Regions from separate parts of the Mus musculus genome. Here regions 2, 3, 4, 5 and 6 are each linked to region 1. Evidence: chromatin contacts called from public ChIA-PET and promoter capture Hi-C data. All regions are on one chromosome and are shown on one strand. The core of a region is the stretch at or near the end of the contact, and the rest is flanking DNA. Distances in the headings are between cores, read along the strand shown. Region 1 holds the start of Nagk (N-acetylglucosamine kinase). Region 2 holds the start of Dok1 (docking protein 1). Region 3 holds the start of Lbx2 (ladybird homeobox 2). Region 4 holds the start of Mrpl53 (mitochondrial ribosomal protein L53). Region 5 holds the start of 1700003E16Rik (RIKEN cDNA 1700003E16 gene). Region 6 holds the start of Dctn1 (dynactin 1).

Region 1 (4,930 bases), core at 944-3,443:
CCACTCCAGCCTTCTGTTTGGCCCTGTCCACCATCTCATTGATCCTCTCCACACACTGGTCTGTGCCAATCAGCTGGCCCCAAGAGGGAAGGAGGAGTTAGAAAGGCTTGCAGGATCTGTGCTGCCCCTATCAGCTACTAAGAGACCCAGACACCACCTCTATCGGAGTTGAACAGTACATGAAGGCCAAGTTCTCTGGTCCCCTCAGGATGGCTTGCTTTCTTCTTCTTTTTTTTTTTTTTTTTTTTTTTTTTTTACCCAGTGGTTTGTGCTCAGTCCATCTGCTTCTGCCAGGATCTGCCCATCCTCAGAAAGTAAAAGGACTTTGGACCGTGTGCCTCCCCTACAAAACACAAGAGGGCACTCAGTCCTGATTGAATTCCACGCGGAGAGCCATGCTTGCATAGTAGTCTCTTACAAAAGTCTAGGGCAAAGACAGCTTCAGCAAACCCAACCTCTACTCCAAAAGCTACCTGTTTAGTGCCTGCTACACTCTGGAAAGAAAAAGGAGGCTTTGCTCCTTTTGCCTGGTAGGTCCTACTTCCTCTGCAAGGTCCCACTCACAGTCTGTCTCATGCAGGGCTTCTCCTTACATTAATAAGCTCTAGCTAGCAAAGACCGCTCTGAATCAAGAGTGTATTCCATTGTTTAGCTTCTCATGAGCTCCACTGGCTCCAGAGTGATGACCTATCCTCCTAACCTATCGTGAGCATGGCCCAAACGACTTATGGTAAATACGTCGGACGGAATAAGCAGACCTCTCACAACAGCTAAGGGTTACTTTGAGGACCTATCTTCTGACACCAGGGTCTTCAAGACACCTGTGAGAAACTATCACCAGTCAGGGAGAAACTCATACTGCCTTCAGCAACTAAGCCCTCCTGAGTTAAATCCCTGGGGTAAGTGGTACTTTAGAAGAAGGGTGATACGTGTAGGAGGATGTCCTACTGACCAATACTTTTTGTTGTTGTTGTTTTGTTTTGTTTTGTTTTTTTGTTTTTCAAGACAGGGTTTTTCTGTGTAGCCCTGGCTGTCCTGGAACTCACTGTGTAGACCAGGCTGTCCTCGAACTCAGAAATCTGCCTGCCTCTGCCTCCCAAGTGCTGGGATTAAAGGCGTGCGCCACCACCGCCCGGCTCTGACCAATACTTCTTGTAATAGACAATAAAGACTCGATCCAACTCAAAGAGTAGTACATCAAGAGTACATCCGAAGGGATATTAATGCATGAGACAGTAGATTAAAAATCCAAATTAATTTCTTGACAAACTGGGAAAAATAAGTTCTACCTTCCATATGAATATAACAAGGCTAAGTGCAAACTCCTACGCTGTGCTGAGGGTTTTTCCTTGTAAGGTATCATAAATAAAGCCAGGGGTCATCCGCTTTCGCAATTCACGGGAAGAGACTTCCGGGTAAATCAGCAGCAAGCAGCTAGGATACCAAATCTTCCTATCAGGTCCTGATTTGACACACCCAGTTCCACAAAATGCTTGTCACGCGCAGGGGACCGGATAAACCACCATCTTGCTCACTCTTGTCCTTGCCTTACGTCTCACCCAAAGCCATGCTTAGTAGAGCTACTTCCCAAAGTCAAGCAGACCAGCTTCTAAGCAGGAGAATATAGGAACCAAGGGCGTTCGGGGCCGACAGCAGTGGAGGGTCCGGAGCACCAAGATAAGACAGTGCTCTGGTGACAGCTGCTTAACTCCCGGGTTCCCTTGTGCATGAATCTCAGTCTCAGCTTCTGCCTCTTTCCCACGTCCACCCGCGACCGGCAACTTCCCACCTGACCCCCCAGCTCTGCACAACTCTCCAGGTTGACACAAGAGCCCTGTGGCAGAAAGGTGATGGCCGGGAGGGGCGTGGTCGCACCGTGGAGCACAAAGGCACCGGGCATGGTGTGGGCCGCCGCCCCCTGACCCGCCGCTCCCGGACGGACAGCCTTCGGCCGATCCAGCGCTCACCCTTCCACGCCACCATAAAGCGCGGCCATACTACCGTTGCCACCGCTGGTCCGCCGTAGCAACCTCGACCCTAGCCGTGACTTCGCTCCCGCCCACACGGGCACCGCCCCTTGTCATGTGACTACGACGCGCTTGCGTAGGGTGTGGATGCTACGTCCTCTCTCGCCCCTGCTGTCGCCTCCCGCAGCTTTCCCCTCCGGTTTTTTCTAGCCCGCCGTTCAAGTGACTGCTTCGCGAGGAGGCGGCACCCCAGCTGAGGCTCCTGGGAGGGTGTGTGAGGGCTGCCAAGGGCCAGCCGGAAGTAGCTGGCAGACGCGCGCTAACTGTGGGGTGCGCACGCGCAGACGCTTTTGGAGGCAAGCTCAGAGTCTGGCGGATGTGTCTGAGGACCAGGGCGGGAGCCAACGTCCAGACCACCCCACCCTGGCTCATGAGCGCACACTCTACCTTGTGCTGAGTACGCTGAGCAGGTCTCAGTGAGGCCCCAGGCTGCTGTCAGCTGAGGTTTGTGCGGCGGTGAGGATAGAGCCCAGGGTTTCATGTGTGTCAGGCTAGCGCTCTACAAGTGATCTGAGTCCAACTCTGTTCTTTCTGGACTGTATCTCGTCTGTATAACCCAGACTGGCATGGAATGCAATGCTGGCTCAGCATGCTAAAAACTGGCACTCACAGACCATATTTCACCTTCTGGCCACCACCTGCTCAACTCTAAACTGTGCAGTGGAACTGGAGGAAGAGAGGAAGATACCGTTAGGTCCTGTAGAAGAGTGACTCCTGCGTGTTTCCTCAGGCTCCAGGTTGTTCCAGCCCTACTTAAGAGGCAGCTTCAATAGCCAGGAGGACTGTCTGCTGCTCTTGACATTTCTTTGAGACTTCAGATGGAGTCTCCTTGGGGCTAGCATGTCTCTGTCCAACCTCGGACCTCTGAGCCTGCCTCCTGTGGAGAAATCTTGAACTGGGATCCTCTTTCCCTGTCAGATAATTGGGTCCGGTTGTGTTTTGATGTAAACAGTTGGGAAGGTGGGCACACAGAGCCTCATATATCCCAAACTCACCTCAGACTCTGGCTGAGGATGACCTTAAACTCCTGATTCTCCTGCCCCACCTCCCAAGTGCTAGGATGTTTTGGTGTAGGCTTGCTTTCTAAGGTTCCAGAGTGAATGAATTCTTTACCTCCTTTCTTACCTATGTGACTCAGTAAAGCACCAAATAATTCAAGAATAGAAATAACATTATTGCCTGATAGAGAAACTAGAGGGAAGTGAGACATTACCATTCACAGTACTTCAGAGCTGGAAAATGCTTCCTCCAACAACATCTTTAGAATCAAAGATAATTCCATAGGATTCTGATTGAATGGAAGTTTTGGCAAGAGTGTGATGTTGTGGGTGAATTCTGATGGAAAAGTTCCCTTTAGCACTGGTGTAATGAGTCTTGGGATCCATTTGTGACAGCGCTGATGTGCTTTTGTTCTGTTGTTTGAATCTTTTTGTAATGAGATTGCAAGTCACCAGGACTGGCCCTACACTCCTGAGGTGTCTGAGGCTGTCCTTGAATCCCAGTCTTTCTGTCTCCACCCCCTAAATGCTCGGATGAAAGGACCACACTGCCCTCCTGGCTTTGCATTACTTGTTTAGAAAGGAATACAGAGAGAAAGTTTGGTTTAAAGACAAGATTGACTTCTGAATTTGGGTGAGAATTACTGTAATCGCTGCCAGTTCTCCCCTTCACAATGAAGATGAGAAACCTCAGGGCCAAGACATGGCTCAGAGGGTAATAGCACCTGCTGCTCTTGCAAAGGACTGGAGGTGTGTTCCCAGGACCTACATCAGGGCTCACAAACCCTGTCACTGCAGCCCCAGGGGATTCAACTCTGTTTTCTGGCCTCCTTGGGCACTCTCCACTAATACGTGCACATATCATTTAAAATTAAACATAAAAAAGATTTCGAACTCCTAAAGATCCGATCAGATAGAGGTCATGTGGCCCAGGCTCATCTCAACCTCCCTATGTAGACAAGAAGAATTTTGAACTTCATATCCTTCTGCCTCAACTTCCCAAGTGCTAGAATTACAGGTAATCACCACCATGCCTGACTTATGTAATACTGGTAACTGATCCCAGGGTTTTGTATACTGTAGACAACCTATCTACCAACTGAACTACATCCCCAACCCAGTAGCTAATTGTATTTATATCCACATGTACTCTTATGCACTTTAAAAATGCACAGGCTAGTGTCCCTTTTTCCTTTCTGCTGGGTACTCAATGTCGAAATGAGCAAGTTCATGAAACCCAGGAAAGTGTGCTGGTCCTGGCTAGATGCTACTCTGGACACAAAGCTGTCATCAACATTGATGATGGCACCTCAGACCACCCTTACAGCCACGCCCTGGTGGCTGGAATTGACTGCTTTCCCCTAAAAGTGACAGCTTCCATGGGCAAGAAGAAAATTGCCAAGACATCCAAGATCAAGTTCTTTGTAAAAGTTTATAACTACAACCACTTCATGCCCACGAGGTACTCAGTCAATAGCCCCTTGGACAAAACTGTTGTCAACAAGGATATGTTTAGAGATCCATCTTTAAAATGCAAGGCCAGGCAGGAACCCAAGATCACGTCTGAGGAGCCATACAAGACAAGGAAGAACACATGGGTTTTCCAGAAGCTTCACTTTTAGGTATATTTTTGTTTCTGTCACTATAATAATAATAATAATAATAATAATAGAAATGCATAGGCTTAGTAATAAAAACATAGAATAAATATTAACTTTTATATGAATTCCATATTAGAATTCATAAAACATTTGGGATATAGTAAGTTAATTTTTCATATCATTCAAATTGGTTTTGCCAGTCTTTTTAGCTTTTAAGTATGAAAAATGTAAGTCACACATGTGACTCATCTTTGTGATTTACGTTATGTGACAGTAGCTGCTCTGGGTCTTCCAATCTCCCTGA
Region 2 (4,930 bases), core at 1,018-3,517, 760 kb after region 1:
CCCGGCAGAGGACATGGGCAGCCTGCAGCGTGAAGTCATCATCACAGATGGTGCCCCATTCACCAGCTCGCTGTATCTCCACTCGACCTTCATAGGGCTTTCTAGGAAAGCCAGCCAGCCGGAACCTCAGCCCCTGGCTTCCTACCTTCTTCTCTGGGCTGATAGAAGGAGACGGAGACCCCACACTGAAGCTGCACAGACAGTGTAGCAGCAGTAGTCCCCATGGGCAGCAATACCACACACTGACAGCTCTCATGGCGGGTGGGGCCCAAGGAGGGGGGCACTAAGGGACAGAGAAGGAGAGACACACACACTGAATGAGGGTAGGAACACAAAGAAAACAGGCACAGCCCTAGAGACCTAGATTGGGGGCGAGGGAGACTCTCCTTTCCCTTTGCAAATAATAAAACTTATAACTTGTGGTTAGTGTCCCACCATAACCTTCCCTGGTTTGGCCATCATTACCACCAACACCATCATCTCTATTTACTTTCATCCATGGGGTGGGTATGGGTTAGAGATGGAGAGTCTACGGATGGGTTGGGTAAACAGAGATATTGGGAAGAGACACAGAGAGGACGACCCAGACAGGATGTGACAGGAAGGGAGACTGTGGGAACGAAGGGGAAAAAACAGAAAGGCACGGGGTGAGAGACACATTGAATATGGATAGATGGTTTTAATCAAACCAAAAAAACCAAAGCACAGAGTAATGGGGAATGACACAGAGAGGCAAAAACCATGAGGAGAGGGAATAAAAGCCAAGGTGCAGGCACAGGAGAAATGACAGCAAGACCCATGCAGTTAGACAGACAGATGGCATCACAGGCAAGGGGAGCCTGGGAGCCCAGCCCTGGAAATCTCAGCACTATGAATGAGAAGACTCTTCAGTTTCCTATGGGGGCAGATGCCCATGCAGGAAGGGCCGAGGCTAACCGGAGTAGGAGAACCTTCTGCCACCCTCCCTAGCACATGGGCTGGCAAATATGCTGCAGGGTCAGGGACTCCAGGAGACCTAGGCTTCAAGCTGGGCAGGGTTTGGTATGGAGTTATCCAAGCTCCCTGGAACACCTCTTTTTCTGTCACTGGGCAACCAGAAGCTAGGGCTAGCTCCCCAGCTCAGGCCTTCTCTATCCGAGGCTGAAAACAGTCCTCCACAGTAAGGGGGGCCCTCCATTGCTTCCCCCAACTCAGACAAGACAGCTTTGTTCTGGGGGCATTTGGCTCCGAAGCCCTGGTGTTCAGCGTAGGGCCTGCAAATTGCACCCTGAAGCCTCCATCCCCAACAGTTTGCTCAGCTTTCCACTCTTCTGTTTCGCTCCTTGACCAATAATAAAACTGTCAGTTGGTTGGCTTTCCCGACTCCATCCCAAATCAGCGTTTCTCCTGGTCCACCATCCTCTCCATCCCCAACTCCTCTTCCCGCTGGCCAGCAGTAACTCCCCTACCTTCGACTAGGCACAACTCCAGAGGCTGGAAGCAGAGTCCTGGTCCTGGAGATTACTTTCAGGACTTCTCAGAAAAAAAGTGTTCGGCCAGGGGAGACTGGACCCCCCCTTCCTCTCCCCTCTTCGTTGGTCCCTCCCACGTCCCCTAGAGCCCTCCCACATTCCGCTTTCTCCCTCCATTCCGGCCAGGCCAGTTCCCTCCTCTAGATCTTCCCCTCCCCTGTGGAGCTGGCTGCAGCCACGCCACCCCCTCCCACTCCTCCCGGCTCAATGAAGCTTTCTTTTCCCGCAGGTTGGAGGCCCGGCAGCCGTATTCAGGGTGCTTGACTTGCAAACGGTTTCGGGACAGCAGGACGGCCCCTGTGGCAACGGGAAGCTTTCCAGCCCGTAGCCGTTCCTCCACATCCCCAACTAGACAGAGTATCAACAACAGTCCAGTCCAATTCCCGGGCTGGGCCATGAGAAAAGGTCCCACAAAGAAAACTATTGTCCCGATGGCTCCCTTGGTCATTATGGCGCCCCCGAGGTGCCTGCAGGTGATGTCACGGCCTTCACTCTGATGTCACGTTAAACATATGTCGTCACTCTCAGCTTCCACCCCCCAGGCACTAGGGCCCCTGGTTGGTGATCACCGCTTCCCTGAGTGGTGCCACTGTGTGCACCACTAAAGATAAAGGCTTTAGTGAGCTCTCCCTGAGTTCTTCCTGATGGCTCGTTTTCCTCCAAGCCCTCCGCTCCCCCATCACCGCCGCAGGGGCCGGGGAGGGGCGGGCACGCCTCCGGCACCCTGCAGCCTCGCCCCGCCCCGCCCCGCCCCCAGCCCTCCGGGCCAGGAAGCGCGGAAGGAATCGCCTGGGCCATGGACGGGGCTGTGATGGAGGGTCCGCTTTTTCTGCAGAGTCAGCGCTTCGGGACCAAGGTAGTTTGTTTGTGGCGTGGGGGATGGCGAAACCCCTCTGGACTAGAAGTGGGTGAAAGAATCCAGAAAGAGGGAAGGGGCCGGAAGAAGGTCGGAACGGCGCGCGGGCAATTGTAGATCCCCAAGACGTTCCCTTAAAAGTCTCGGGCTGTGCCCTCCTTGGTGCGGTCTTGGGATGCCATTATCTTTGGGAAAGTAGCTCAGCCTGGGAAGCCCCAGACTCAGATCGGCCTTCATGGGTCTCTTCTTCCTTGTGGGGCGCGTGCTACCACCGCGCACTCTCGAGTCTTTCGTTCTTTCCCAGAGGTGGAGGAAAACTTGGGCTGTGCTTTACCCAGCCAGTCCTCACGGCGTGGCGCGGCTGGAATTCTTTGATCACAAGGGGTCGAGCTCTAGAGGGGGTCGAGGCGGCTCTCGCCGTCTAGACTGCAAGATGATACGCCTGGCTGAATGTGTGAGCGTGGTGCCGGTGACTGTGGAGAGTCCCCCTGAGCCCGGCGCTGTTGCCTTCCGCCTGGACACCGCACAGCGCTCGCACCTGCTGGCGGCGGACGCCGTATCCAGCACCGCCTGGGTGCAGACTTTATGCAGAACCGCCTTTCCGGTGAGTGACTGGGGGTGGGCATCTCTGGGCTTAAGGGACACTGCGAGGATGGAGCTATTATAGAGGCACTGGACTTCTTGCACCTACCCTAGACCCAAGAGAATTATATATAATTCTTCCATGTTCCCTTTTCTGCAGAAAGGCGGCTGGGCTTTGGCGCAGACGGAGAACCAACCTAAGTTTTCTGCCTTGGAGATGCTGGAGAATTCGCTGTACAGCCCCACCTGGGAAGGTAGATGTCTGGCAGGAATGGAGTGGGTTGAAGAGGTGCCCTTGGGGAGCTAGTGATTGGAGTCAACCGAGTCCCTAACTTGCCCCAGCGCTCCTTCTCCTTCGTATGTGTTCTTCCAGGATCCCAGTTCTGGGTAACCTCGCAGAAGACCGAGGCTTCTGAACGCTGCGGCTTGCAAGGCTCCTACATACTGAGGGTGGAAGCTGAGAAGCTGACTCTCCTGACTTTGGGTGCGCAGAGTCAAATCCTGGAGCCGCTCCTTTTCTGGCCCTACACTCTGTTGCGTCGCTATGGCCGGGACAAGGTGCATGGGGCTGTCTGGGAGGATGACCCGTCAGGGAGGGCTACCAGGTTGAGTAGCTGTAGGTGACAATTCCATTCTCAGGTGGTCTCTTCTGTGCAGATACAGTAACTTGGTCAGGCCTGTGACTCATTTTTTATGACACGCCTAACGTGTTTCCCCCACCCCCTCAGGTAATGTTCTCCTTTGAAGCTGGTCGCCGCTGCCCCTCAGGCCCTGGGACCTTCACCTTCCAGACTTCTCAGGGAAATGACATCTTTCAGGCAGTTGAGGCTGCCATCCAGCAGCAGAAAGCCCAAGGAAAGGTGGGCCAGGCACAGGATATCCTCAGAACTGACTCCCATGATGGGGAGACAGAGGGGAAGACAGTTCCCCCTCCTGTTCCCCAGGACCCCCTGGGCAGCCCTCCAGCCCTATATGCGGAGCCTTTAGACTCCTTGCGAATTCCTCCAGGCCCTTCTCAGGACTCTGTATATTCAGACCCCCTGGGCAGCACCCCTGCTGGGGCAGGGGAAGGGGTGCATTCCAAGAAACCTCTCTATTGGGATTTGTATGGGCATGTGCAGCAGCAGTTACTGAAAACCAAGCTGACAGACTCCAAAGAGGACCCCATCTATGATGAACCTGAAGGCCTGGCCCCCGCCCCTCCCCGGGGCCTTTATGATCTGCCTCAGGAGCCTCGGGATGCATGGTGGTGCCAGGCTCGGCTGAAGGAAGAGGGCTATGAGCTCCCTTACAACCCTGCCACCGATGACTATGCTGTGCCACCTCCCCGGAGCCCAAAGCCTGCTCCTGCCCCCAAGCCACAGGGCTTGATCCTTCCCGAATCGGGTACCACTCGTGGCAGTGGCAGCAAAGGCTTCAGCTCAGATACAGCTCTGTACAGCCAGGTCCAGAAAAGTGGGACCTCAGGGGCTTGGGACTGTGGACTCTCTAAAGTAGGGAATGACAGGGCGGGGGTCAAGTCTGAGGGTTCCACCTGAGACAGTTGCTGATAGGAGGTCCAATGGGGTGGTGGCACTGAAAAAGAAACCGTAGGGTGGGAGGGGCCAGGGACCAGAGGAGTCAAGGGATGACCAGTCCCAGGAGTAGAACAAACAGGGCTGAGGGATAGGCCCTGGGGAGCCCCAGCAGCGTTAAGGATGGCTAGCTGATGGACTAGGCCTATGGAAGCGGCCCACTGGTCTGAGTGGGTGCCCTTTGGGGAGACCAGTGTGGATCTTCATTCTTGTTTTGTTCTTTGCCAGATACATATTTAACTTATAAGACAAATCTCATTAAAGCCAGCTTGGGTTGAAAAGGCCTCTGCGTATGAATGAGCACTATGGCTTCGTGTGCTGGGAGGGTGTGGCGGGATCAAGGGAGGAACCAGAAATACGTTGGCGACCATGGAAGAATGAAGGTCCCCAAGGGAAAGACGCCTACA
Region 3 (4,930 bases), core at 1,126-3,625, 710 kb after region 1:
CTGACTTAGAACTCTTGATTCTCCTGCCCCCCACCCCACCTTCTAAGTGCTGGGATCACAGGTGTGCACCTACACTAAGCTTACTATGGCTTTCTTAATGCAGGAAACCTAGTAAAAGTTTAATTAAGAGTAGAAGGCTCACATTATCATATAGGGGCCAACCTAAAGGTTAGTACTGAGGTCTCCAAGGCTGCAAGCCTTGGGAACAAAGGTAGCCAGTAGGGGGTAGTGGCCGGAAGCCACCACTAGAATCCTACCCACTTCCTCTCCATCCAGTGTCTCCAGAGGTGAAAGACAAGCCAGGTCTCTGAGGAGTGGCCAATGCCTGTGTACAAATCCTGACCTCAAGCCTCTTTTGAAAAATAACCATAGCCAGACACATACCTTTTAGGCTTGCTACTTGGGCTAAAAGAAGTTTTAAAGGAGCCGCAAGGAATTTCCCAGTGAGTAGCGGCTTGCCTTGGTTTGGGTTGCGGGCTTTCCGAATTGAGGCTTCTTGCAGCAGCAGAGTGGCGGCTTTATTCTTTAACGAGTAAGAAAAGTAGGAGTGTGGAGTAAGAGACAGAACAGAGCTAAATGGGTGTTTACCCTCCACCCGGGAACCCAGACAAGGCCTCTAGCAGGGGGTCCAGGGCCCTAAAATCCAGGGCTGGGCAGCAGCTTCACTTTCAATCGTCCACCTGTATCTCCTCATCTGATAAGTTGGGCTCAGAATCGGGCCCTGAAGGGCCAGGGTCAGGGCTTGAAGTGCTGTCTGGCAGTGCTGGGTAACACAGGACTCCAGGGGACAACCCGCATAGGGAGGCCACGTCCGCGCGCATCTCCTCCACATCCCGCTTGAGCTTGGCGCGACGGTTCTGGAACCAAGTGACCACTTGCGCATTAGCCAGGCCCAGTCGCGCAGCAAGTCCGTCGCGCTCTGACGGTGCCAAGTACTTCTGGAAGACGAATCGCCGCTCCAGCTCCAGCACCTGCTGTGCAGTGAACGCTGTCCGAGACTTGCGGCGTCTCCGGACACCAGCGCCAGGCCCCGGCGGCGCCTCCGGGGCGGCTCTGCCTGCCAGGATGAGACGGAAATGTCAGTCTCGGCTTTGGAGGAGGCTGAGGTCTGGATGGAAAAACTTAGGGTCGCGGGGCTTAAGCAGGTAGAGGGAGCGGGGTGGGCCAGCATCACGATCCCTATACACCGGGTCAGAACCCGGATTCGAAGTGCAGCAGGCCTGTGGGAATGCTGACGACAGAGAGATGAGATTACTCCAGCGGGTAGAGGGTGAGTGGGACTGACCAGAGATCTGGTACGAGAGTCAAGACCGTTTGGAGAAGGTCTCTGACGCCGTTTGGAGCTCCAGGCTGTGCGTGGTAGTAAGTTAGAGGCCAAATTGAGGTCGGGTGACCCATCTGGCCAAATAAAGTCCTTAACACCAGCTCTCTTTCCGGGAGCCCAAAGGGAAGGAAGGCAGGCGGAAGGCGGTTCCTGTGCCCAATAGTGCTGCAAAGGATCTTCTACAGGGCTCAAGAAGTGACTGGGGCTGGGGCTGGGGCTGGGGCTGGGGCTGGGGCTGGGGCTGGGGCTGGGGCTGGGGCTGGGGCTGGGGCTGGGGCTGGGGCTGGGGCTAGGTAGCTGGGGCTAGGTAGCTGGGAGGAATTTTCTGCCTTGTCCTAGCCCTGCCTCAGTCTTTTCTTGCCAGCAGCTCAAGCGTTTTTTCTCTTCCACAGCCTTTCTTGGTCATGATTACCCCGCATACAGCGAACGTACCAGCAGCCGAGCGGGTCCCTGGATTCGCTCCAGCCTGGCGGTACCCCTCAGCCCCTGCCACCCCCTGGAGCAATTGCAGTCTCAGAACTAACTCAGGAGACCTGCCGAGCCCTGTCAAATGCAACTCCTGACACTTGGGCAGAAGGCAGGGGGTGGGTAAAAATGACCAGCCAGGGCCAGACAAAACTTTGTGACCAAGGACGAGAGAGTGAAGCGGGGGGTGGAGGGAGAGACAGATATAGACAGGGACAGACAGACAGATCCGCGCGCGCGCGCGCACACACACACACACACACACACACACACACACACACACACACACACACACACAGTTCAAGTCCGCTACTTGGCTGGCGTGTACCTTCAGAAGGCTGTGGTGTAGCCCGCGGGGAATGGCCCAGGAAAGTTTTACTTGCTAGCTCCTCCAGCGCACACAGTGGTGACGCGGGATCAGGGCCGGCCTCGGGAAGCTGCGGTGCAGAAGGTGCTTCGGGGACCATGCTCGGACCTAGGATGTCTGCGATACTAAAGGGTGTCCGGCGCTGATGTACAGAGTTCATGGCAAGCGGGATTGTAGCGATCCCGCCTTCTGCTGCGCTTGGCTTCACAACCTCCTAGGCCCCCAGCGCTCAGCTTCCGATCTGGGCCCCCTGCCTCGGACCCGCCCCCTAGAGCTCAGTTGAAGCCCCACGTCCCCTCCTCCTGCACCCCCACCTCCTTCCAAGGGCCTCAGTGAATCGGGTGCCCATAGGTGTACTGGCAGCCTTATTTCTTCTATAGAGTAGAAAGAAGCCCATGGCTTCTGATTTTGAGGTGCACATTCAAACTGGATGTACTCCCCTGGATTGCATGCTGCTTGGCTCCCTACTTAAACTCTGGCTCATAAATTCTAGGGCAATAAAATTGCTTTCCCTGGCCTCAAGGACTGGGGACTTGCAGGGTTCTGAGAAACAGGATCAGGGCTGATTGTGTTAGGGACTCAGCATCCTAACTTTGCCTATCTTTCTCACCCAACCCTGGGAAAAGGTCTTAAAGAGAAGATGGTGGCTAGAGATGGTTGGTGTAGTGTGGGGGTCCAGGATCGAGAACCTGGCCTATTGGAATACCTGTCATAAAATGATACCACAAGGAATGGGGCAGGCCACACTGTAGCCTGGAGGCTCCAGTAAGTTAAAACCCACCCAAAAGGATCTCAGAGACCTGGGCTGGTACTACTTGCTCAGAGGGCTCCTGGCTAGTGAGGACTGGACTCCAGAGGGCCAGCTCTTCTTACTGGCTTGCTATAGATCTGACTTTATCCTTTTATTAAGTCCTCAGAGTTCAGGTGTGACTTCCTGTAGGATCACTCACTCTCCAGGGAAGACTAATGGAAGGCTTGGCTTGTTCATTGCGTTTTGTGTTCTCTGTCCCCATCTCCTCCACGTTTATTTGTATCTGGGTTAGCACTCCATGATCATCTTGAGCTGAAATAAGGCAACTCTGGCTTAACAAAGCTGGGTCAGTAAGGTTGCATAGGCCTGGTTCCTTTTCTAGGCAATCTTCCTCAGATAGCTGAAAGCTTTACAGCTTATAGGTATAGACTGGCTACTCCCAAAGAGCAAGCCTCTTCATTGCTAGGGCAGTTGCAAATGCAAGCCAAAATTCATTTAAATTATTATTATTATTGTTGTTGTTGTTATTTTGAGACAGGCTCTCACTGTCCTGGATCTTATTATGTAGACTAGGCTGGTCTCGTGTGTGCCACCATACTTGGCTTTAACTTTAATCAATCTATTTATGATTGAGCTGGGGTCTCACTATGTAGTCCAGGCTCTGCTCAAACTCAAAGTTAACCTTGGCTCAGTCGTCTGTGGAGTGAGCCACTGTGCAGTCAAAATGAGAATTCTATTTATGCTTGTTGTGCTTTGTTTTGTTTTGTTGGGAGTGCAATGAAAAGCCAGAACAGTCTCTCCTACATTGTTCCCAATGTCACCTCTCCTGTAGCCTCTCCATCTCCCACTATTATTCAGTGACCTCCTCCTTGGGGCAAGTTAACTTAAGCGTTTGGGTGCTCCAAAAAGGTCTTAGGAGACCCTGGAAACCTGGGCCAAAGGCTACTCGACAATAGGACACTCCCCTTAGTAGGAGGGGTGTTTTCCCCGTCCCGAGTTTCTTCTGGTGATACTCTGAGCCTTCAGGCACCCAGGTTCTCCTGGGGTCTGGGGGATGCTCTTGGGCTTCAGGAGGCACTGCAGGGTCAGAGAGCAGAGCCAGGCCTCAGTGGAAAGCTGAGCTGCCTCAGGACTTTGTCGATTAGTTATTAATGGAGGGGTAGGGAGGGCACTAGAGAGCCTCTCCTTCAAGCCTCAGCCCTCAGCCCAACCCTTGTGGTTTCACTTAATATGCAATTAAAGCAGGTCCCAGGAGGCAGAGGGAACTGCCCTACCGCATCCCAGTCCTGTCACCCAACAGACACTGCAACCTCTCCCCGTGTATCCATTACGTGGCTTTTATGTCCTTTTACCTCTGCTCTCAATTACTCCTGTGTGTGCGTGCGGAATGAGGCTCTCCCGAGGGGCTCTGCCTTCCTTTCCTTCCATCTCTCCTGCCTACCTCCTCCCTTCAGCAGATGGGCTCAGGTAAGGAAGGGATGGGATGGTCCTCAGACACAAGTTTGGGGAAAGACAGAGAAGAGACGTGGAGAAGGTAAAAGGACAATGCCCCAACATCAGAGACTAAGGACATACCAATGCCCAGGGATTAGTCCAGACTATCTTGGGGCCACTGAGGGGGGCTTCTCCTGGCTAAGCATTTGGAACATGAGCTGGGGAGAAACTGGATCCACAGAGGGGGACCAGGGGAGTGTGAGTGATTAATGAGGGATGTTAAGAGATTAAACGTGGGTTCTGGGCTTGAGGGGGGCACTCAGCTCTCTCATAGTTTTGCCTGTAGCAATTGGGGAGCGCAGAAGCTCCCTGGCGCCCAGTTCTTTTGCATCTACAGCTTCAGCACTACAGGTCTGTATCCCTGCTCACTGCAGAGTGACAGACATGTCCTCTGCACCCAACACGGCCAGAGCTGTAGAGCAGAGCTGGAAAACCTCGGGGGCTGGGAAGGTAGGGATGGAACAAAGCAAGGGCTGGTCCACATCCCTTCCCTCTGATTCTGAGGCCTGGGACCCTGGTAGGCTGCACA
Region 4 (4,930 bases), core at 1,564-4,063, 690 kb after region 1:
AGTGGCTGTGGGCTTTTTTTTTTTTTTTTTTTTTTTTTTTTTTTTTTTTTTTCTCTCTTCTTGTAATTCAAGGTGAGAAACAAAGGGGCTGGGAAGGTGGCCCAGTGATTTGAGCACTTGCTGGGAAAGCATGAACTGACTTGGGATCCAGCATGCTCACATAAAAGGCCAGGGCGCATCCGCAGCACTGGGGTAAGGAGATAGGGGATTCTGGGTGCTTGCTGGCTAGGTGGGGTAATATATGCCTGTAACCACAGCACTTGGGGGATGGAGATAGGGGATTCTGGGTGCTTGCTGGCTAGGCTAGCTGAAAAGAGTAAGGTCAGGTTCAGTGAGACATTTTATCTGGAAACAAGACAAAACAAAACAATAACAAAAATCCAAAACAGATGGAACATGGTAAAGGAAAATACACAACCTTTGGCTTCCACATTTGCAAACACAGGCATGTGCACCTACATACATATACATACACAAAAAGAAAACAATGATACCGTAACCCAGTGTACACACACACACACATATGCTAGAGTGTCTTTATTTATAAAATATACAGTCATTTATTCAAAACTAAAACTTCTTAAAAGAATACTCTTGTGGCTGTAGTAAGAATGTTGGTTTCTTTAGAAATTCAGTTATGTTTTAGTGCCAGGTGTGGGGTAAGAAGCTGTGTCCCAGCCGGTGATTATGAACTGCCTTGTGCACTAGCAGGGGTGTGATTTTTACCTGCTGCAGAGAGATTAATTCTGGGGACTCTGGAGAGGGCCTGCTGCAGCTGCTGATCCCTCTTGCTGCGGCTGCATTTGCTGGATATTCTGATGATGAAGACTGGACTTGCCCCAAGGAACCCAAGGACCCTAATCAGCAGGAAGTAGCCTATAGAGGTCTATATCCCCTCCCCCTCTAATCTTCTCTCCTACATAATGCTGGGGTGTCAGAAGGGATTAGGGTGAAGAAAGGTTGGAAGGGAGGTAGAGGTATAAAAACTAAAAGTTAAAAAAAAAATAACACATGGCATGCATGGATAACTTTTTTTGTACGACTTTTTTTTCTGATTTTTAATGTGCATTCATTGGTGTCTTGCCTACATGCATGTCTGTGAGAGGGTGTCAGATGCCCTAGAACTGGAGTTACAGTTGTGAACTGCTATGTGAGTACTGGAGATTGAACCCTGGTCATCTGGAAGAGTAGCTAGTGCTCTTAAACACTAAGCTACTCCTCTGGCCTCGAATGGATAACTTTTTATGCCATTTGATCCTCTAAAATGACTTCATGGTCACATTAATGGATGTTAACCAAAAACTATTTCCGGACTGTGGGAAGTAAGCCATTATTACCCATGTGAAGGATGAGATTTCATAGCAGCTAAAATGATAAGGGAAAATGACACCAGGCAGGAGAATAAAAGTGGTACAGGAAATGAGTGAGAATGGAAGGGTCTCGATAAGTAGACCAGGCTGGCCTCCTGAGTAGCCTGGATAGTGTGTGCCAATAGACGGGGCTGGCTCCTCTCTTTCCCCTCAGTGCAGACAGACTGGTTGGATCTACGGAGAAAGGGAAGGGATAGGAGAGGAAACACTACATTTCTAGCCTAGAAGGCTGAGCAGGAAGTCAGAAGAGCCAAGTGACCGTTCCACTTGAAGGAAAGAATGTTGGTGGCATATGGGGGAAATTGGCAGTAGCTAATCATAGAAGATGGGGTTAGAACCAAATAAAAAGGTAGGGTTTAAATCCTGAGTAGTTGAAATTATGACAGAATGGGTGGTTCCATGAGAGTGAATGAAGAGTAGACAACACTACTAAGGAAGATGAGTACTGTAGGCTGAGGGTGGTGGCTGTCTAGAATCCCAGCACTGAGGAGCCTGAAGCAGAAAAATGCTTTCACATTTCTAGGCCACCTTGGTCTTCTTACTAAGTTTCAGGTTAGCTCATGGTAAGACCCTCTCTCAAAATCCAAGTAAACAACCTGAGAAAAATAGCATTCATTTGGCAATAAATATTTAATTAAAATGTACTTGGTTGACAGATCCAAATAAAGTTAAACACTGAGAAAGAAAAATTCCAATTTGTCGGGGCCCTTCACCACCCAAACTTACTTATCTTGCCCCAGAAGCCCTGTTGTTAGTGTTCTTGCTCCGTATCATGAGCTCCATGCAGCATTTTGAGTGATTAAAGCCCAGGTCTTCTCAGACCACTCACTGTCTTTAGATTCAAGCTAACATTTGGTTGTTGGACTCTTCTGCCATATCAGCGGCGGGTACTCGTACCCGGGGCGACCTTGTCTGCGCCCGGTGCAGATGCTGCCGCGGCGTTCCTGTCCCGGATGTGGGAGGCCAAGGCACTTAACATTTCCTGAGTGGTGAGGTGGGCACCGCGCATAATCAGCCGATACCCATCTCCTGGGGGAGATGCAAACCGATGAGTTAGGGACCCTGACTATGCAGGGCTATGGCGGCGATCTGCCCTCGCCCACCCGCGTCCCTACCAGGTTTACCGAACAACACGTCCACGCAGGGCTCAGAGCCGTCGTGCCTCACGTCGGCGATCACAGAGCAGTTGAGGTTGGTGGCGCGGACTTTCTCGCTGCTCACCGTCTGGAGGAAGGTCCTGCGGCCGGAGGGCAGCGTGAGCGCGTCCGGGGGACCAGGGAGCCGGGACGAGGGTGCGCGCGCACGCGTGGGGAACACGGACGCCTCCCACCTCCCCAGAACCCGTACCTCGTGGACTCCACGTTCTTCTCAAACGGGCAGAACTGAACTCGAACCAGCTTGACCGGCCGTAGTCCGAGCCGAGCCAAAGCCGCCGCCATGGTTACCTCCACCCCGGAAGGAGTAGCACTGGGGATCGGTTTATTGGAACGGACCGCTTCCGGCGGCTCCGCGGTACTTCGCGCGGCTGACCTCCGGGGCCACCCGCGAATACTTCAGCCATTAGCAGTGTTCTGTGCCACACAGCATAAGCAGTGAATGTGCAAAATCCCCTTCGCAGGAAAACGTCCTTCAGCCCTCTCCCTCGGGGTCCTGCCTGCGAGATCTAGGTCAGCACCACCCCACATCCTGGCTCCTTCCTTGGAAAGGATGTCACTGCGGGGACTGTCCACCCAGCAGAAGGCAAGCCCTGCCCCTGTAGCAACAGCCAAGGCTTAAATGTCCAGGCCCTACAGCCTAATGACTAGAAACAGAGACGGGGAAGGGGTAAGACTGCCCTCCACGTGTAGAAATGTCTGCTTTGTCTGTGTTTCCTCATGAATCAGTTTTCGCTTTGCTCCTGGGATTCGAGAGAAAGCAAGGTTTGCCTGTCTCCTGAGCGCTAGCCCTGTAGACCCCTTCTAGTTTTAGCTCCAAGATGTCTTCATTGTTTCCGACATCCAGATTTCAGGCTGTAGTTTGCCTATTACTCTGGATTGCAGATCCTAGGATGATCTGGGGGTTCAATTCTGGACTCTAGTTTATGAACATGTTTTATCAAGCACCCAGGTTTAAGCTTCTCTAGCATACAGTTCCTTGTCTGGGGCATGATCTGCAACCCCTGGTCCTAGTCAACTTAGGGTTCAGGACTTGTCCTCAGGCAAGAAAAAAAAGGCAGGTGCCAACGTGGGTGTTGGTGCAGCCTCAGGGCAAGCCAGGCTTGCTGGTTTCCCACCAGGTAAGCCTCAGGACTAGGTCCTGGTCCTCCCCCTCCCCCTCCTCCTCGTCCTCCTCCCCCCAGGGTGCTTAGCAGGTGAGTGTTCTGGGCAGGGGAGACTCCAAGACGAAGAGGGGGTGCCAAGTTTTCCAGGCTGTTGAGGCTGCTGGTGGGCAGTTCAGTGGTCTGGACCTCATAACAGAGACCTGGGAAGGCAGGAGTGGACGGCAGGTTGGTGGGGAATGCTGACGCCAAAGCAATGGTGAGATTGGGTGTGGGTGTTCGAAAGCACCCCTGGAAGGGCTTAGAAAAGCCTGGGGTTGAGGAGTGGTGATAACTCACAGCAACGGGGAGGTCTTCTGTGGACTGGATTCTTGGGCAGGGGTTGCTGCAGGAGACACAGCAGGGCCCCATCTAGCTGCTGGAAGATGCTGAGTGAGAGCAGAGTCTGGCGAAGCTCCTGCGACAGGCCCCACTGCTCTTGTTCCAGAACCTCCCTGACCACTCCGAAGTCTTGCTTGAGCTGCAGCGCCCCCTGCAGGCTAGATGTCCAGGTACAATGTGGCCACCAGACACTTCTGCCTCCCCAGACTGCTCTGCCCAAATGGTCTCCATTTTCCCTGTTTGGCATTCTTCCTCTGCCACTAGCATCTTTCCTTCATACCTGAACCGGATCCCATGGGTGAGGATGTGGTCAAGCCAGGCGCCCAGTGTGGCTGTCAGTGCCTGGCCGAGGGCAGGGGCTTGGGCTTCAGGTGGCAATCCCTGAAGTCCTTGCAACACAGGCTCCAACACAGAGTAGACCACTATCCGAGCGTACTCACTAGGGTCACTGGGAGGTTCTGGAGTGAGACAAGAGAAAAGACAGATGGAGAGACTGCAGAAGTCCAGTGGGCTCCAGAGGGAAGGAAGGGCACAAAGGGTAAGGACAAAGATGTTGACAGTGGTGTGGAGCCACAACTGGGGAGGGCTTGGACCATTTATACCAGGAACCCGAAGGAGAAAGGTGGAAGTGAGAGATTACCAAGACAGTGGGCTGGGGGTTGTAGCTCACTCAGCAAGGCTTGCTCGTCTAGCTTGTGTGAAATCTTGTGTTTCATTTCCAGCACCAGGAAGAAAGAAAAATTACCAGGACACAATCGAAGTCTCCAGTATCGACCCCTCGGCATGTGGAGCTTGAAGCCTTGTGTGGCTTGTTTATGGCATTCTTGGACAAACAGACCCAGTGATTCTTTGGGCAGGAGCTGTATGGGGAGGAAGAAAGTAAGAAGGGCTAGTCTATTAGACTGGGAATGGTGTTTCTCTC
Region 5 (4,930 bases), core at 1,372-3,871, 640 kb after region 1:
GGTTAGGGACAGGAGCTAGTGCCCTCTTCCCCTCACAGCACTGAGATTCAATCTCCCTTGGCCCTGTTGCACACTGCCACTCAGGCCTGCTGAGCAGGAAAAATGGTTGTCTTGATGTTATCCATCCTCTCTGACTTTCACTTCAACCTCCCGAGTAGAGTAGAGCAGGCCTGCACTACTAGACCGTCTTTAACCACTATTTCTATTCACATCTCATGGAGTTTGCCTAAGATCCCACCTGGGAAGTAGTCTAGTCAGAATTCACATCTGGATTTGTCTAGCTCCAAAACCTGACTCTTGCTTCCCAAACAAAGACATTTGCTAAAATATATAAATGAAAAACATGTTAAGATATTTTTAAAACTCATTTAAAAAGACAGAGAAGGAGCTGGAGAGATGGCTCAACGGTTAAGAGCACTAACTGCTCTTCCAAAGGTCCTGAGTTCAATCCCCAGCAACCACATGGTGGCTCACAAACATCTGTAATGGGATCTGATGGCCTTTTCTGGTGTGTCTGAGGACAGTGACAGTGTACACATATACATGAGATAGATAAAGAAAATGAGGGTTGGTGAGGTGACTCACTGGGTAAAAGTACTCATAGCCCAGCCTAATGACAAAAGTTTGATTCTCAGCACCACAAGGTAGAAGGAGAGAGCCATCTCCTTCAAGTCACCCTCCAGCCTCCACTCGTGCACTATGGCACACGCCCCGCCTTCACCCCACCCCACCCCAAATAAATGTAACAAATCATTAAAGATTCCTGTGACGGCTTGAATAAGAACAGCCCCATAAATTCCTATTTGAACTGTTTGGGAAAGACTTGGAGGTGTGGCCTTGTTGGGAGGGAGGGAGTAGGGGCCAGAGATGAGGTTTCAAAAGCCCATCATTTGCAGTTAGCTCTCTTTGCCTCGTGGGCTCTCAGCTACTCCTCCAGCACCATGCCTGTCTGTGCTCCCCTTCGTGATGCTCCTGGGTGCTTAACCGTTTGGAACCGTGAACCCCAAATTAAACACTTCCTTTTATAAGTTTCTTTGCTCATGGTGTTTTGTGACAGCAAGAGATAAGTAACTAAGAAAAGCCCAAAAGTAACCTAGGGACATAATACTTCACAAAAGAGATGTAGATAAGTAATAATAATAATAAAAAAAATTGTAAAGAGGGCCAGAACTAGGTGTGGTGGCTCACAGCAATAAACCCAGCACTCAGAAGCCTGAAGCAGCTGTCATGTGTTCAAGGCCAGACTGGGCCATGAAGTGAGACCATGAAGGAAGATGGTTCCTTCCAAAATCTACCTCCAAATATAAGTTTTTATCTATCTACCTAATTGTTTCCTATTTTATATTCTCCAATATTCATTCTCTCAGGCAATCCGGTGTCTTCTGTTCTCTACATTCTCAGTTCCTGGCCTTGAATTCCCAGAAACCAAGCGGCTGCCTAGTTCTCCATCTAAAGCTTTGCTTCCTTAAGCCCAAAGCCAACGCAAAACCAAAGAACCGATCCCTTAGGCCTCCCCCCACAGCTAGGACAGAGATGTGGCGTGCACTTAACACAAGAGAACAGAGATATTTTTTACTCTTTCATTTTCTCGAGGTCCTACCAATCTGTTTTATTTTTTAAAATGCCTTGACTTTGGGAGTAAGAGAGTTGACCCCACATTGACCGCTCTTGCAGAGGGCCTGGGTTTGATTCTTAGCACCCATGTGATGGCTCCAAACTGTAACTCCAGTTCCAGGAGATCTGATCCTCTCTCCTGGCCTCTGCAGGCATCAGACATGAACACAGTACACAAACACACATGCAGACAAAACACCCATATACATAAAATTTTTTTTTGACTTAAAGGTAATTGGTTTTTGACCAGTGAGATGGGAGAGTGTTGGTATGGGAAGAAGCTATGAGTTCAAAGGCAACCCGGTCTATATTGTGAGTTCTAGACCAGCCAGGGCTACACATTGAGACCTTGTCTCAAAATAAAAGGCAAGCCATGGTTGCGCATGTGATTCCTTTAATCACAGCACTCTGGAGGCAGAGTTGAGTTGGAGGCCAATATGGTCTATATAATCAGACTGTCTCGATTTAAAAAAAAAAAAAGTAATAATGATAATAAAGTAAGTTTTAAGGTCACCCTCACAGTTGTTTGATCCATTTCGTAGTCCTGAAATTGTCAAGATAGTGATTCATCCATCAGACCCTCTTCCTAGTGCCTCTGGTTTACCCACCAACACGGGTTCCTGGTCAGAAAGGAATTACTATTTGCACTAGTGGTTCAGCTGTTTCCGAATTCGCTTGCCCTTGGCCTGGTCCAGCCGTTGACCCTTTCCCTCAGGGACCGAGGTACAGGCATGCCCATCTCGAACCTAGAGCTAGTCCACTGCCTCGATACCGGCCAACCCCAGTTCTTGCGCACTCCCTAAGTCTAGCTGAAACTCACCGAGCCTTCGTGACTCATTTTCGTGACAGTCACTCCAAGGCGGTGTTTCAGCTGCCTTCAGGACCCTCCATCGTTGTAGCTGCAGTGGCCGCGACCCAACGGTCTCCTCGGCAACCAGGCCCCGCTGAGGGTCCCTGGCGTGGTCCACGGTTGCTTGGTAACCGCGTAGCTGCGCGCCGCAAGTTCCAGCCACAGGCCACGCCCAGAGGCCGTGCGTCGGTGCGTCGTCTCTATGGTGGCGGCGGATTTGGAGGGACCTTAGGATCGCGGCGTCAGGCAAGGCACACTTGAGGGTGGTGGGGGTGGGTTGCAGGTGTGACCTCTAACCTTGGCGTGGGCCTTCAGGTAGCTAAGCTGTGGGAAGAAGAGCTGGAGACCACATTCTGCATTTTAGCTGAGACGTTCCGTACTAGCAGGTATTTACATCATCATTCTTATTGCGGGATTCCCTGGTGGCTGCAACACTCAACCCTGGGGCTCTCTCCAGCTCCGTGGGATCCTCTCCTCCTTGTGACTACTATCCATCACTTTCCTCGGGGATCCTATCAATCAAGGGTCTCTCTCAGTGTCTCCTGGTTGCATCTCATTGTCCTTCTCCCCTGTCCCAGTGTCCCCAGTGGCCTTCTCCCTATTTGTCGTGCCGTGACTCTAGGACTCTCTCTCTCTCTCTCTCTCTCTCTCTCTCTCTCTCTCTCTCTCTCTCTCTCTCTCTCTCTCAGAATGTTCCGCCGCGAGCGCTCCATCCCACTTCGTAGCTCTGCCGCCGCCCTGTCTAACAACCTCAGTGTACTGCAGCTGCCAGCCCGTGATCTCACGCATTTTGGGGTGGTTCATGGACCGAGCGCCCAGCTTCTCAGTGCTGCCCCTGAGGGTGTGCCCTTGGCCCAGCGCCAGCTCCACGTTAAAGAGGGTGCTGGAGTGAGTCCCCCACTTATCACTCAGGTAAGGCAAGGAGTGAAAGAGGTGTTGCTTAAATCAGTGCGATCCTTGTTCTTGAATACCTATCCTCTTGACGCCTTATGTCCTCTTCTATGATGCGCGTCTCTCCAGGTTCACTGGTGTGTCCTCCCCTTCAGAGTACTGCTGGTCCTCACCTCGCATCGAGGGATACAGGTGAGAATAGAACCCTCCTGCCCTTTCTCCAGCGCCACCCCCACCCAATAACACTTTTAGATGTCACATGCGCAGCCCACTCTGCCTCTATTTTTCGTCTTCTTTTGTTCCATTTTCTTCACTCTTCAATTCTGCATCAGCAGTTTGCTTCTGTTATTAACTCTGTGACCCTTGGGCACGGGTAGCCTCAGTGTCCTCCTCTGAAAACTATGGATAAGAATAGTGCCTGCCTCCCAGAACAGAGTTTGAGGATTCCAATGGACTTACCTGGCTGGGTGAAGTGCCCAGAACTCAACAAGGGTCATCTGGATCTTGCTCTCATCCTTGCCCCCATCTTCCAGATGTATGAGTCTGATGGCTCCGTCATGGTTTATTGGCACGCCTTGGACTCAGGCGATGCTTCTTCAGGTACCTTCAGGACCATGTGGAGCAGGGGTGGAGGCTGGGAGAATTCGCTGGGGCTGGGGGAAGTGCTGTTTCTGAGAGCTGCTTTTGTATTCAGTACAGGCTATGTTTGCCCGAGGAATTGCTGCCAGCGTCCACTTCATCTGTGTGGGTGAGCAGACTAGAGACAGGGCTAGGGCCTGTATGTGAAGTACATGATTGTGGGGTCTCAGCCAAGAGGATGCTGAGGGGTTGACGAACTTAGGAAGAGTTAGAGGGAAGCTGGGAAGGAAGGGTATCAGAGACTCTGAAAAACATTTAGAGAGGGATAGTGAATGGAAAGTCAGGCCTGTGGGAGTACTGAGTTTATTACTAAGACTTCTGGGATAGAGGGGGTGCTGGCTGTGGTGACTGGAGACCCAGAGGACTCAGGAAGCCATCAGTGGGACACTGGTTCTGGCTGCAGGAACGTGTTCCGGTCGAGTACTGGTCTTTGATATCCCCGCTAAGGGTCCCAACATTGTACTCAGCGAGGAACTGGCTGGGCACCAGACACCAATCACAGATATTGCCACTGAGCGTGCCCAGGGGCAGGTGAGTTCACTTCCTCCAGCGGTTCTAGTAGCCTGGGAGACTCCTTCACCCTTGGGAGGCCCAGGCGTGGGTATTAGCAATGCTAATAAGCAGAAGTGTGGCTTTGGGTTCATTTGTACGTTCTTAGAAGCAGCAACCTCAGGTCTGGAGAAAAACATACTTTCCACTAAGTGGTGTTTTATACAAATCCCTAACTCTTCTGACGCTGGTGTGAATCCAGAAGTTGGAATCTACCATCTCCCAGACGCTGCCAACCTTGTAGCTTCCTTCCTTTCCTGGACTTGAGCTAGTGCCCCTATTCTGACCCAGTTCAAGGCCAGTCTTTCCAGAAAGCTGTCTCCCAATTTCAACTCCCTCTGACTCTCCCTTAGCTTCACTCTGAGTAGGCCCGACTCTCATAGAAAA
Region 6 (4,930 bases), core at 672-3,171, 620 kb after region 1:
CAAGCAAACAACTCAATTCAGACCAGGCTCCCCACAACCCTGTCCCAGGAACCAGAGCTGAGAAAGTTAGCAGCTCAGTGGTGGCTCTCTCCACTGTCCTCGGTCTCCCTGGGACTCAAACCAAATGCCTTTCTCCAGCTCCTCCACCCTCCTCCACTCCTCCTCCTCCTCCTCCTCCTCTTCTTCTCTTCCTCCTTCCTCTCCTTCCTCTTCTTCCTCCTCCTCTTCCTCCTCTTCCTGAGTGTGTGTGTGTGTGTGCGTGCACACGAGCCTTTTAAAATTTTTGTCACTGTTCTTTGAAACAGAATCTCAGTACCACCCTAGGCTGGTCTGAAACTTGCAGCCCTCCTACCCCAGCCCCCTGAATGCTGGGCTCACTGGCACGCATCAGCACGTCCACCTAGACTTCTCAGAAAGACAGAACTGCACCTCTTTCCAGGGCCACAGCCACCACCATGCCTTGCTGATATGATTGCTGTCAGTCCATCTCCATATCTACCTGGCACTGCTAGACTGTTGACTACAGCACATTCACCAGCACCCTCCTCAGGGCCCATGTCCTATTGTCTGCTCTCCCCCAAACCCTGCAGGCCACGGTGTCATAAAATGAAGAGCACAAACAAATAAACAAAATACCTCAAGTTAGCCCTTTACTGTCCTCAAACCCTGCCCAGTAGTTCATCTGGGTTGGCAAAGGTACAAACAAAACGCTGTCCTTGGGTCATACCCAGATTCTTACATACCCGTGATGACAGAACACATGAAATTAGGTCCCAGATCAGACCACGATTTGGAAGAAAATCACACCTAAGCCATTTTTAGCAATAGCTGTTCCATGAACCAGAGAGATTGTAGCAAATAAATAAGGCAAGAAAATGTGACCCCCGTGGACCTAAAGGCTCGGGGGAGGGGTCTTTCCTGATACCCCCCAAACACACACACACACACCACAGTTAGCTTCAGAAAGGAGCCCTGCCAGAGCCTGGGAAGTCAAACCCTTCCCAGCTGTCATTCCCTAGCCCCTCTCTTCACAAAGCCCCACCAGTAAGGTAAGGACAGAGCTCCTAGGGATGTGGGGACCTCAAACTATACCAGGGACAATGAAGAGCTCATGGGCCTGACAATAAAGGAAACTGCCAATGATATCAAGGCTGGACACAAACTCAGAAAAGACCCTCCCACACCTCCCAACACGCCTCTCGGAGTCAGGTGGCTCTAACAGTGGATGCAAATCTAACCTCACAGAGGAGAGAGCAGAGGCAGATAGCAGGGCATCTGAAAAGAGCCTCACAGCTAGGCCTTCTGACCCCCAGGCCAGTCAAAGACAGACTGGACCCCTCAGAAATCCCTGGCCTCAGAGCCAGCTGGAGTCAGAGGTCAAGTCTAGTTGGGCCCCAGTTAGGACCCAACTGGGTGGGTGGGTGGGGTACCTTGTCCAGCCTGCCCCTGTCAGCGCTCTGAAGGCTCCTCAGAAGCCCAGTGTGTGAGTACCTCAGCTGAGAGCCAGCCTGCCTCCCCAGCCCCCACACAAGTGATGTCCACAGGCACCCGGCCTGGTCCAGCAGCCCTCCCAGGGCCATCCCATATTGACTGGGGCCACTTACCCGACTGGACATGTGCCTCCTGCTCTGGGCCATGTTGCTCACCCGGACTCTACCCCCTCCCCCAGCTAGCCAAAGACAGAGAAAAGGCAGAAACCTAGGCAGGAGGGGTCAGGGTGATGGGCCTGCATGGACGGACGGCTCAGAAGCCGTTAGCCACGGACCTCCCTCCGTCCATGGTCCTCCCTCTGGAGGGGCAGGAGCAGTGATGGGGCTGAGGAGTAAGTCCCTTCTACTGCCCAAGGATTCCTGAACCCAGAGACACTGAGCCCCGCTTGCCAGCTGATGAGTCTCACTCTGCGCTAGTGCTGCTCTAGACTGTCAGGAAGCATGCTGGCCTCTGGGTCCTAGTGCTCCCCTCCTTCACACGAACCCAGGGATGGGTAGGCAAGAAATCCTCAGCACCAGAGTGCAGGCAGGGTTCTGGAGGTGACACTTCTTCCCCACCTGTACCCCTCACTATCACTGCCCCCAGTCCCAGTGAGTGAGGCTTCAGCAGGTCCCCAAGCATCAAGTGCCACTTCAAAATGATCAGCACTTCATCAAACTGCTTTCACAGGCCTTCTAGTCCCTTCTGCTGCTTTTCTGTGTCACCCTACCAGAAAGATGTCTGGACTCCACACGACGAGGGTCTCGATCTCTGTCTTACACTGGGCCAGATAAACAGGAGGGGCAGAGCTAGAAGCCTGCTCACCCAGAGAAAGCCATGAGTACCCAGCTCCCCACCCCTGCAACAGCAGAGGTCCCCACAGTCACTCCCTCCTCTGCCTGTGTCAGGCAGGCTCTGATCCCCAAGATATCACATTCAATGGGATTATTAAAGGTAGTTTTCAAAAGCTAAGCACCTCACTGTCCCCTTGGCCCAAGTCCACTTTACCCAGGTCCTCATCTCTTTTACCCTTGGCCTTGTCTTCTAACATCAGACTCAACAAGCCAACTTATTTTTTATAGTTGTGTACTTCACAAGCTTCCTTAGTTATGTTATATTACCTTCATAATTTTAAAACAGATGGTGTTAATTTAATGAAACTACTTATTCTAGTCAAAGGTTTCCACATGCTACCTCATTTATTATTCACAGGTCAATGCCTAAGGTCTTACCCCTTAAGCAAAGGGCCTGGGGTCTAACCACTGGATCCCCTGGCTGTAATGTGGACCTAGTCCCTGAATACACTTGTCTTCCTTCACTGACAAGACTGCAATTTCTGCCACTCTGCACACTTGCCTAACACAGGATAATGCCACAAAGCAGTTCTGTTAGGTGATGCCCACCTGGAAGAACACCATAATGAAGCCAGTCCCTTTATATGCTAGATTAACCTCTCAACCAAAACAGTCTCTGTGCCTTACTTCTGCCCAGAACCATCAGGACCCCACCTCTGCTTCCCCCGCAGTGTCCAGGTTGCTCTGCCTTCATATCCACCCCAGCCCAGACAATCGTACTAAACCCACTCAGAGTGCCTACAGAACACATTTCAAAACATCACGTTAGGGCTCGGCAGATTGCTCAGTGGGTAGAACAGAAACGGGGGCTAGAGAGATGGCTCAGCAATTAAGAACACTGGTTGCTTTTGCAGAAAACATAGATTTGCCAGGCATGGTGGCACACACCTTTAATCCCAGCACTTGGGAAGCAGAGGCAGGCGGATTTCTGAGTTCGAGGCCAGCCTGGTCTACAAAGTGAGTTCCAGGACAGCCAGAGCTATACAGAGAAACCCTGTCTCGAAAAAACCATTTAAAAAAAAAAAAAAAAAACCATAGGTTCATCCCAGCACCTACATAGAGGTTCACAAGTGCCTTTAATTCCAGTCCTAGGGGATCTATTACCCTTTTCTAAACTCCAAGGGCATGGTACACACATGCTACACAGACATACATGCAGGCAAAACACCCATACACCATAAAATAAAACTTAAAAAATAAAATATTTAGGACAGGGGTTGGAGAGATGGCTCAGTGGCTAAAAGGTCTTGCTCTTCTTGCAAAGGACCTGAGTTTACTCTGTTACCATGGTTACCTGCAGCCATGCTGTGCCACTCACAACTACTTGTAACTCCAGCTCAAGATGAGATGCCTCTGACTGCTGCAGGAACCTCTATTTATGTGTGTACACACACACACACACACACACACACACTTACTTTAAAATAAATCCTTTTTAAAAATAAAAATAAGGACTAGAGAGATGGCTAAGCTGTTAAGTACATGTCCAGCTCCTATGTCTGAGGACCTGAGTTTGGTTCCCAGCACCCACATCAGGTGGCTCTGGGGATCTGACTCCTCCGACCTCCCTATGTATGCACACTGTGTATATGTTCACATAGAGACACAGCCATACACAATGCAAAACAAAGAGCACCGACCGCTCTTCCAAAGGTCCTGAGTTCAAACCCCAGCAACCACATGGTGGGTCACAGCCATTGTAATGGGGTCTGATGATCTCTTCTGGAGCATCTGAAGACAGCTACTGTGTACTTACATATAATAAATAAACAGAGAGAGAGAGAGAGAGAGAGAGGGAGAGAGAGAGAGAGAGAGAGAGAGAGATCCTGACTCAAAACAAACAGACAAACAAAAAGGGAAAACAAATCTTTAAATTTGCCAATAAATGAACACACACACACACCTGCTTAAATAAGAGCATTTAGAACAGCATCTGTACTGTAAATAAAAACTAGCTATGAACACCATCACCACCACACTGGGTTATATCACAATAACCCAGAGGCAGGCCAGGGATGGCCCAGACAAGGAGGCTGGGGCCCAGAGACCCACTTTCCCTCGGGTTACCCAGGTGAGTACACAGCTGCTCCAGAACTCCTGATACGTCCCACAGTCCCTCACTGTCCCACACCTATCTCCAGGCTTCCAGGGCCAGGCTCTAAACTGAACTACTTTCAAAACACCTGCAATCCCAGCATTCAGAAATCGGGAGGAGGATTTTGAGTTCTAGGTCCAGCAGGGCAACAGTGATAACACAGATGTAAGAGCAGCCTCCCTGTGCTCTGAGCACATTGCACATGAATATACACTCCTCCTTGAGAGCTGTTTATTCTACCGAATGGGAATGTCTGACACATCTACTCAATACTGTAAGACTTGAGGAAGAGAAAGCACATTTAGGAGTATGAAAACTACAAAGTTCCAAAGAAGAGCTACCTGGCAGGATACTAGAGATACACAAGCTGTATAGAGAGTAAATAGGGCACAGGAGAAAGGTGAACTGGGCTTCGACTTACAGAGCTTTCTGTTTGGTTTGGGGCTACACAGAAGCCCTGTAAGTTATGAACACCTGACAGACAGGGATCTAAGGTATCTGCTTGGGTTCT

What was found. Promoter capture Hi-C pulls out the DNA fragments that hold promoters and counts their contacts. ChIA-PET counts read pairs in DNA pulled down with a chosen protein or histone mark. Capture Hi-C pulls out chosen DNA fragments and counts their contacts.
Region 2: an RNA polymerase II ChIA-PET map of memory CD8 T cells shows a contact between it and region 1, with 8 read pairs. The contact joins the promoter of Dok1 here to the promoter of Nagk in region 1. A contact is called at or near these places in 2 of 39 promoter capture datasets (neural stem cells and pre-B cells), 1 of 115 datasets of contacts at active chromatin or transcription factors (memory CD8 T cells) and 2 of 9 other capture datasets (adipose tissue and liver).
Region 3: a promoter capture Hi-C map of liver shows a contact between it and region 1, with 3 times the contacts expected there. The contact joins the promoter of Lbx2 here to the promoter of Nagk in region 1. A contact is called at or near these places in 4 of 39 promoter capture datasets (cranial neural crest, liver, maxillary cranial neural crest and 1 more), 1 of 484 Hi-C or Micro-C datasets (embryonic stem cells), 2 of 115 datasets of contacts at active chromatin or transcription factors (large pre-B cells and memory CD8 T cells) and 1 of 9 other capture datasets (liver).
Region 4: a promoter capture Hi-C map of liver shows a contact between it and region 1, with 3 times the contacts expected there. The contact joins the promoter of Mrpl53 here to the promoter of Nagk in region 1. A contact is called at or near these places in 5 of 39 promoter capture datasets (cranial neural crest, frontonasal cranial neural crest, hematopoietic stem and progenitor cells and 2 more), 1 of 115 datasets of contacts at active chromatin or transcription factors (large pre-B cells) and 2 of 9 other capture datasets (adipose tissue and liver).
Region 5: a contact with region 1 is called in a promoter capture Hi-C map of liver, with 4 times the contacts expected there. The contact joins the promoter of 1700003E16Rik here to the promoter of Nagk in region 1. A contact is called at or near these places in 4 of 39 promoter capture datasets (the C10 cell line, liver and pre-B cells), 1 of 15 datasets of contacts at CTCF or cohesin (large pre-B cells), 5 of 115 datasets of contacts at active chromatin or transcription factors (bone marrow-derived macrophages, large pre-B cells, memory CD8 T cells and 2 more) and 2 of 9 other capture datasets (embryonic stem cells and liver).
Region 6: a contact with region 1 is called in a promoter capture Hi-C map of adipose tissue. The contact joins the promoter of Dctn1 here to the promoter of Nagk in region 1. A contact is called at or near these places in 1 of 39 promoter capture datasets (cranial neural crest), 1 of 115 datasets of contacts at active chromatin or transcription factors (pancreatic cancer cells) and 1 of 9 other capture datasets (adipose tissue).

Annotation. Positions count from the first base shown.
Region 1 is chr6:83,792,320-83,797,249 of GRCm38.p6, reverse strand. It overlaps Nagk (N-acetylglucosamine kinase), which reads right to left and starts at 2,193. Exons shown (of 10, transcript NM_019542.2): 1 at 1,968-2,193; 2 at 259-343; 3 at 1-73. The coding sequence starts at 1,996. It also overlaps the pseudogene Gm7443 and the pseudogene LOC665004.
Region 2 is chr6:83,030,808-83,035,737 of GRCm38.p6, reverse strand. Dok1 (docking protein 1) reads left to right here and starts at 2,267. Exons shown (of 5, transcript NM_010070.4): 1 at 2,267-2,367; 2 at 2,672-2,971; 3 at 3,110-3,203; 4 at 3,323-3,507; 5 at 3,678-4,804. The coding sequence starts at 2,308. The coding sequence ends at 4,487. Loxl3 (lysyl oxidase-like 3) reads right to left here and starts at 1,533. Exons shown (of 14, transcript NM_013586.5): 1 at 1,449-1,533; 2 at 1-283. The coding sequence starts at 256.
Region 3 is chr6:83,083,810-83,088,739 of GRCm38.p6, reverse strand. Lbx2 (ladybird homeobox 2) reads right to left here and starts at 2,375. Exons shown (of 2, transcript NM_010692.4): 1 at 2,118-2,375; 2 at 497-1,057. The coding sequence starts at 2,316. The coding sequence ends at 669.
Region 4 is chr6:83,106,991-83,111,920 of GRCm38.p6, reverse strand. It overlaps Mrpl53 (mitochondrial ribosomal protein L53), which reads right to left and starts at 2,813. Exons shown (of 3, transcript NM_026744.3): 1 at 2,718-2,813; 2 at 2,495-2,607; 3 at 1,989-2,399. The coding sequence starts at 2,809. The coding sequence ends at 2,248. Ccdc142 (coiled-coil domain containing 142) reads right to left here. Exons shown (of 9, transcript NM_001081266.1): 6 at 4,754-4,868; 7 at 4,289-4,466; 8 at 3,967-4,166; 9 at 2,800-3,830. The coding sequence ends at 3,544.
Region 5 is chr6:83,154,095-83,159,024 of GRCm38.p6, reverse strand. 1700003E16Rik (RIKEN cDNA 1700003E16 gene) reads right to left here and starts at 2,621. Exons shown (of 4, transcript NM_027948.1): 1 at 2,435-2,621. The coding sequence starts at 2,452. Wdr54 (WD repeat domain 54) reads left to right here and starts at 2,646. Exons shown (of 11, transcript NM_001362119.1): 1 at 2,646-2,710; 2 at 2,780-2,850; 3 at 3,154-3,376; 4 at 3,485-3,547; 5 at 3,889-3,955; 6 at 4,050-4,103; 7 at 4,398-4,525. The coding sequence starts at 3,155.
Region 6 is chr6:83,176,580-83,181,509 of GRCm38.p6, reverse strand. Dctn1 (dynactin 1) reads right to left here and starts at 1,921. Exons shown (of 32, transcript NM_007835.2): 1 at 1,605-1,921. The coding sequence starts at 1,637.